2 separate regions of the Oryctolagus cuniculus genome follow, and region 1 is linked to region 2. The links are chromatin contacts, called in public Hi-C maps. All regions are on one chromosome and are shown on one strand. Each heading gives the region's core, a stretch centred on a gene start, on an enhancer-like site or on the middle of the called end of the contact. The rest is flanking DNA. Distances are from core to core; before and after follow the strand shown. Region 1 holds the start of LBH (LBH regulator of WNT signaling pathway). Region 2 has its middle 89 kb from the start of LBH.

The links. A called contact is a pair of places that touch in the nucleus more often than the background predicts.
Region 1: a contact with region 2 is called in a Hi-C map of an unstated tissue, with 2.4 times the contacts expected there. The contact joins the promoter of LBH here to the enhancer-like site in region 2. A contact is called at or near these places in 2 of 6 Hi-C or Micro-C datasets (ear pinna and an unstated tissue).

What each region holds. Positions count from the first base shown.
Region 1 is chr2:172,766,453-172,770,353 of mOryCun1.1, forward strand. LBH (LBH regulator of WNT signaling pathway) reads right to left here and starts at 1,467. Exons shown (of 3, transcript XM_070069734.1): 1 at 1,430-1,467.
Region 2 is chr2:172,677,329-172,680,894 of mOryCun1.1, forward strand. No RefSeq gene overlaps it. Among named protein-coding and RNA genes, the nearest start is that of LBH, 89 kb to the right of the region's middle. Within about 2 kb of position 1,518, at least 1 of the 8 cell types and tissues checked has an H3K27ac peak or open chromatin away from gene starts, as enhancers often do.

The sequences.
Region 1 (3,901 bases), core at 217-2,716, 89 kb after region 2:
TTTGTCTGGGTTTACAGCTAGGCTATGAACTAAACGCAAAAGTGTCAGTTCCATTAACAAAGACCAGGACTCCTGGTGTCCACCGAGTAGGGCAGAGCTGGCAGAATAAACAAAGTGTGCACCCTGTGAATCTGGGAGCTTCTTAAAGATGCCACTCAAAGACTTGGGTTTAAAAAAAAAAAAGTGAGTAGGAGATGGGGAGTTTCTAGCCAATTTTTCGGTGAAGCTCATTTGACTACACAAGAAATCTGAAAGGCAAGACTGTGTGTGGGTTGAGGTGAGGATGAAATGAGATAATGTTATGAAAACACTTGGTACACTGGAAAGCACGGAGCAGACCCGGACTTGTTTGTAAGGTATCTGGGGGAAAGCGGGGGCTGGCGGGGTTGATTGTACCTGCTTCAGGTTTTACTCTTTTCATTCACACACTCCCCCTGGAGTCCCTTGACTGACACTTCCAGCTTTTACAGGGGTGGGGGGGCAGACATCAGAGGCAATTAGGGGTGCCCTGCTTGGCGGCCACTAATGGGCTCCCAGTGTCCTGGAATGCCCCCCTCACTCCCATCAGTTAGTTGCTCTCATCTTAGAAGTACCCAGCTGGCCTGTGATGAACCAGGGAGACCCAAGGATGTGCCCAGGCCCCAGCTCCAAGGGCATTAAAAGTCAAGAGCATGGCGCAAGCCGCACCCCCCAGGCCAGATCCTCCAGTCCTTGACTGGCCCTGCTGTCTGTCCTCTGGCAAGCGGGACACCCTCTCGGTGTCACAGAGTCCTCCAGCCATCAAAGCTGGCACTGGAAGTCTCTTTTTCCAGGTCTGGGGGCGCGAAGGCAGCCGCAACAAAGTGCTTCTATACATGCTCAAAGAAGTGCTTTGCACCAGGGCTCGGCAGCCCCATCTGAAAGCCCAGGATCCTCTTACCACGGGCTGTCCCGGGAGGCTCCTCCATCTAGAGCCCGCTGGCCCCCAGAAGGAGCCTGCAGCTGGCAGCCCATGAGCTCACGCCTTCCCAAATATCAAAGAGATCCACCCCCCTTTTTCTTTTCTTCTCTCAAGGGACCTTTGAAGCAAAGGGATTTTTCGGAGAAAGAAAGCTCTATGGAGTCTTTAGGGTCTCGGCCCTAAAAGACAACGCTGGAACTGGAATCAGCTCAAGGCTCTCATGTCCAATTAAGGAAACGCTCACATTCCTGCGCCAGCTCTGGCCCTATCTTGCTTACGCTCTCTCCACATCCACATAGGAATGCGCCCCGACAGCCAGAAGGGAGAGCTGACTGTCACCAGGATGCAGGTCCTGTGGCGGAGGGCTCCTTGGAGGGGCTCAGACCTTCCCCTGGGGGCCCGGACCACAGCACAGCGCAAACCCCCTCCAGACCACTCTGCGTCTCCCCATGGCACCCACACCCCTGCACCCGAGAAAGTCGAGCGTACCTGTGGGACTACGGAAAAAGAGGACAGCACAACCGATTCTCACGAGAAGAGCACTTTCAGTTTTCTTTTCTGTGGGCAGGATGTCCGCTAGCTTCCTCCAGCGGCGGCTGGTCCCTGCTGCTTTCACACGCGCTGCCGCCCCTTGGCTCCTTGGCTCCATGCAGGAGCAAGCGGCTGCGTGTTATGCACCCGGGAACTGCTCCTCCTGGGGCACCTCTGCCTGCTCCGCAGCTGTAACCCGAGCCAGCACCTGCTCACTGGAGCCCCTGGTGCACTTCACACCCTTGGGATCAGATGGCTGGGTCCCTGCTGCGCCTTCCTGCCCCACAGCAACAACCCCAACGGGCACCGGTGTGCACTATGTGCCACCCACGTGTGTTATCTCCACGGAATTGCTCTAGGAGAGCTTCCCTCCTCCCCAGACCACCCCAAATCAGCACACCCTCTGCATGGTCACAGTGTGTGTTTCCTTTCCACACAGCTTTAAGATGAGTTCCCTAAAGCTCACTAGGGATCCCCAAAGAATCATCAAGTGCAGAGGAAACAGCACTTGCTGTTAGCAGGTAAGTTCCCTAGGCTCTGCCCTTCCTATGGGATTGGTTACTCCTGGATGCCTCTTCTATAGAAATGAGGGACTGTCCCTGATTTTTGGCACAGAGTAAGGCACTAGGGAGACAGGGGACTGAGATTCCAGCACTCTCCAATACCACGAATAACCACCGCGACAGAGGCACCTGCCTCCAGTGGAGAGAGATTAGTTCTATGCCGGGCAGAGGGTTAGGGAGAACCCTTCTAGGGCAAGGACTCTGTATGTGTGTGTGTGTGTGTGTGTGTGCATGTGTGTGTGTTGTGTACTGCCCTGCCCCACCGCCTGGAAGAGTGCCTGACACACACCGTAGCATTCAGTAGCACTCAGTAGAAGGAAGAGGAAAGAGAAAGGGAAAGAAAGACAGTGGAGCTGGTCTCTAAGGACAGGAAGAAGCCATCCAAGGGCAGTTCTGCTGATAAGAGCAGCACAAGCAAAGGCCCAGTGGTACAAAAGTGCTGGTGCAAGCAGAGACTACAAGCTAGCAGAGGAGCATCCGGATCTTGGGAAGAGGCACCGGGGCCTCCCGTGACTCCAAGTCTACAAGATGAATGGCAGAACCTTGTTCTCTACAGAAGGAGCTCTGAGGGGCAGGCATTAGCTCAGTGGCTAAGTCACCCGTTAAGATGCCCAGGGCCCACATCAGCCTGTCCTAGGTTCAACACCCAGCTCCAGCTTCCTGCTGTTGCAGACCCTGGGAGGCAGCAGTGATGACTCGAGATTGAGTTCCTGCCACCAGTTCAGGAATCTGGATTCAGTTTGGGCTCCTGGCTTCCACCTGGCCCAGTCCTACCTGTTGCAGGCATTTGAGGAATGAACCACTAAATGGGAGATCTCGCTCTGTCTCGCTGCTTCTCAAATAAATAAACAATCCATTTTTAAAAGAAGGAATCGAAACAGAATTTCTAGCTGAGGAAAAAAACCCTGTTCATTTCTCAGCCAAATCTGTGCAATTTCCCTCACCTCTAGTTACCGAGCGAACATGAGCATTTCCCCAGCTGGCAGGAGGGGCCTGCGCAGAAGTGTTAAGTAGGTCAGATTCAATTGATGTGACAAGTGTCTTCCGAGAGACTTACCCTCTCCGTCCCCTCTGGTTTCACATGTCTCTGCCATCACCCCCGGGCCATGCCAGTGCAGCTGCTCCCTGCACTACAGCCTCCCAGGCCCCAGAACTGCCCGGTTTCCTTCCATTGAAGCTTCCACCCTGCTCTTCCTGAGGCGTGGGCAGCTGCCAGGCAAGAGAACTTGATCCAGCAGATAAATTCGCACCATTGTGAGAAGGACATGCAGGCCCTGCCTTGCCGGCCCTGCAGCGGAGGAAAGGCAGCCTGAAGGGAACCAGGCCCTGGGGAGACAGAAAAAGAAGGGAGCCCCTCAGAAAGGCTGGGCTGGGTACAGCCTCAGGCACAGGTGAGGGATAACTCTGTGGGTCTCCGCCTTTCTGGAGAGATCTCAGTGGAGCCTTTGACCCAAGCTCCAGTCGCTGTTTTTGTTTTAAGATTTATTTTATCTATTTGAAAGACAGGTGATAGAGAGAGAGGGAAAGATAGAGACAGAGAATAGGAGAGAGAGAGAGAGAGAGAGAGAGAGAGAGAGGTTCTATCTGCTGATTCACTCCCCAAATGGCCACAATGGTCAGGGTTGGGCCAGGCTAAAGCTAGGAATTGGGAGCTCCATCCAGGTCTCCCACATGGGAAGCAAGGACCCAAGCACTTGGGTCATCTTCTGCTGCCTTCTCAGGTGCATTAGTAGGCAGCTGGATCAGAAGCAGAGCAGCCAGAACACAAAAATTGCACTTGGATATGGGGTCCAGCATTGCAGGGGGTGGTTTAACCCATTGTGCCACAACTGTGGCCCTGACAACAGCATTTTAGTGGATTAATTCC
Region 2 (3,566 bases), core at 268-2,767:
ACTAGTTCCCTGTCTCGTCCTCAGACAGCTACAGGTGCTGCAGGCCAAGCAACCATCTGGGAACAGGGCAGGAAGGGACTGTGTAAATCCGTTAGCCTTTCTGGAAGAACAGCTCAAATGCTTGGGCTCCCGACAGTGGATCATGAACGTTCTCTGTGGGATAAAGCAACATACCATTTGTTTAACATGGAGTATTTACTCAGAGTCCCTGGAGACCGCAGGGCTCTCGACCAGCTTCCTGCAGATCCAGTTTGTCCACCTGAGCTCTGAGGGCTCTGCTCACTCAACAGAACTCTGCAGGGGGAGAGGGGCCTGTGTGTGGTGGTGGGGGCAGCTGCCCATCACCCTCTCTTAGCTATTTCCACATTGGGTGTCTCTGACAGATTAGAGCTGAACTAAAAATTGTGCAGCTGAAAGCCGGTGTGCAAAGCAGCACATGAGAGAATTAAAAGCAGCGACTCCCAGGCTCTGTCCTTGGTGACGGACGTGTCTTGTCTCGTCACATATGCTACTCCTGCATATCATCTGGGTCGGTGTGATGAATGCTGGGTCACAGACGAGAAACCCACGTCCCAGGAAAAGGAAGGCTCCCGGGGCTGGGTCTCAGGCCTGCCTGGCTGGGAGCTGCATCTCTGGTCCCTGCAGAGCACTGTGGCGTGGTAGGAGTAGCACAGGGTTTGAGCTGGAGATCCGAGCTCAAGTTGGCCTTCCGCCTCTTTCTACCTGAGTGACCCTGACTCGGCACTTGGCATCATCCAACTGAGCCTCGTTTTCCTCCTCCGCAAGATGGGTGTGATGATCATCCGAGAGGATGCACACCCGCTATCAAATCCTAGGGGTGCTGTTGGTGCGGGATCCTGGGAGTGAGCCCCGACTGCCTCCTTCATGAATCCCTTGCCCTCTGTCAGGCCGAGCCCCTGATTCGGACTGACCTAGTCTCCGGGTTGCTGAACTGCAAGGGTGCCGTTTCTCTGGGGAGCAGATGCCCTCCCTTGCTCTTGGGAGCCCCAGGCCCAAGATCAAAGTGTGAGTGCTGCTCTCTCCCTGCGAGCCACATCTCTTTGCCCTACAGCCCTCTTTAATTAGCTCAGAGCTTTAGAGCGGTTCTTATCAGTGCTTCCTGATAGAGTAATTAATGGGTTTCTCTTCTCCACTGAGCATCCTCCTGCCCCAGAGGGCTATGCTCGGAAGGAAGGCGCTAATTAGCTCCTGTGTGATTATCTGGGTAAAGCAACGGTGCCAAGTCCCTGCAGCATCTGTAGGGAGCCCTTGTCCTCCCCTGGTGAGACTCTCGTTCTCTGTTCCTTTGGCCTGGTGCCATTCTGCCCCCAAATTTAGCCCCTTCTGCAGACAGCCTGTCTTTCTCACCATCAGCATCTGAGTGGCATCCTGGGACTGAGGGCCAATCGCATGGAAGCTCCTGGGGAGATTGCTGGGCACACCGGTGCTTCCAGACTGGTCCAGACTTTCCAAGTCTTTCCCAAGAAAGAGGGCAAGGGTGGCAGGGTGTCATGGAAACAGCCTTCAGCTGGAGCCAGAGAACTGGCTCTCAGCAGAGTCCTGCCACCCACTGGGCTGTGTGACCTTGGGTAAACCATACATTCTCCCCAAGTCTCAGTTTCCTTCATTATAACAGAAAGGAAAGGATTGATCTACAATCAAGGGTGGAAAATGGGTGGTTTTGCTAGCTGAGCTGAATCAGTCATGACCCGCACTGTGCTGAGAGCAATACAACCACATGCAACCTCAGGGGTGGACCATGACATCTGTCATACATGACACCTGTCATACATGACACCTGTCACGTTGATATAGGTACAATGTTTCCCACCAACAGCAGGCTGGCATTCAGGATGGGGGATTCTCACTGTGTTTAACTGTGCTATGCCTTTCAGGGTGCTTAGCATCTTTAGAGAACCTCACTGGATGCAGGTACACCCTCCACAGTTCCTCAGCAACCCCGGGGGCTCTGCCACCTGTCTGAGAGCCGCGTGTAGGCAGATGGCAGCGAGTCAGGATTCTGTGGCTGCAAGCAACAGAGACTACACATGAGTCCCCTAATGCCCCATTTTGCTTGCTGAGGTTTCCGTTTCCTATGCTCAATCACAGTCGGAAGATGTTACATGGAATATTCCAGAAATAAACAATACGTTTTAAGTTGCACGTCATTCTCATGAAATCTCGGGCCATCCCTCTCTGACCCACCTAGGACGTGACTCATCCCTTTGCCCAGCATATCCAGGCTTTGTATACGACTTGTCTATCAGGCACTTAGAAGCCGTCTGGGCTGCCTGATCAGCCACCCCGGCATTGGTGCGCAGTGCACGGTGCCTGTAGCAAGGTGTTGGTAGCCTAACGCTACATCATGGTGCCTGCAGCATTCACTCCATTTCATCTCATCATGCAGGCTTTGTTACAACCCACAGCATCATAAGAAGGGAACGCACAACACAGGAAGATGGTTGGAGAGAGAATAAGAGACCACATTCTTTAGTGCCATAATAGTTCTATTTTATTATTATTGTTAACGTCTTTCCATGCCTAACTTATAAATTAAATATTATTGTTGTTAGGTATATACAGGAAAAAAAACATAGTTTAATAGGGTTTGCTACCTTCTGCAGGTTCAGGCATCAGCTGGGGATCCTAGAACATGTTCACCAAGAATAAGTGTGGATTACTTGTACTTAACTTAGTAACAATGGGAATATACTCATTTATGGGACAGAGAAACCAGGGAGAGGCCGGGGCTGCCTTTCTGCACCTAACAAAGCTACTGTGTCTCTGCTTCAGAGGCTTCTGCAGCAGGGTAAATTTTCCTATGTGCTCCGCCCAGCCAGGCCCTGCCCACCAGAGGTGTGAATAACAAGACATGGAAACTGAATGAAGGGTAAGCAGCCCCTTCCCGCCCTACAGCTGGGACATCCGAGGGGACATCAGCAGGGACTTAGTACGGCCAATCGTGGGTGCCTGCCTGGAGTCTGAATCTGGAGGCTGCAGGGTCCCCCAGGGATTATCACGGCGGGGGTGTTGGAGCCGACAGTGGGTGGGGAGAGGTGAGTGCCTGGGGGTGGCAGATCCAGCAGGGCAGCCATGGGTCCAGTGGCAGTGGTGGTGGCCCCAGGATCCTACTCTGACTTCCTGCAGTGGGGTCCCGACTGGGCCTCTGCTCTGCTCAGTTCTGCGCACCGCCTGCTCTCCAGGCTTCCTGTGGTTCCCATGAATGACCCTGTTCCTTTCCTTAAGTTATTTCCCTGATTAAGTGAATAGGGTTGGTTTCTGTTGCTTGCAAGCAAAATCCTCACGATATAGTTGGAGCAGGTGTCTGAACAAAGTGGACACCCCAAGAGCAAGTGAGGTGCCCCAAAGTGTTGGAACTTCTGAGAGACCATTTGGGGTCTGAAGTCAGCAGGAGCCAAAGGCCACTATGACAACTTCCCTTGATGGTGACGGTCCTGTGTTGAAGACTGGGAATCCCTTCCTCTGCACCAGATGCCCTTGTGTGTAAGGCTGGACTCCGAGAGGCTTGTTCCTGGCACCCCTGTCTCAGGATCTACCTCTTTGCC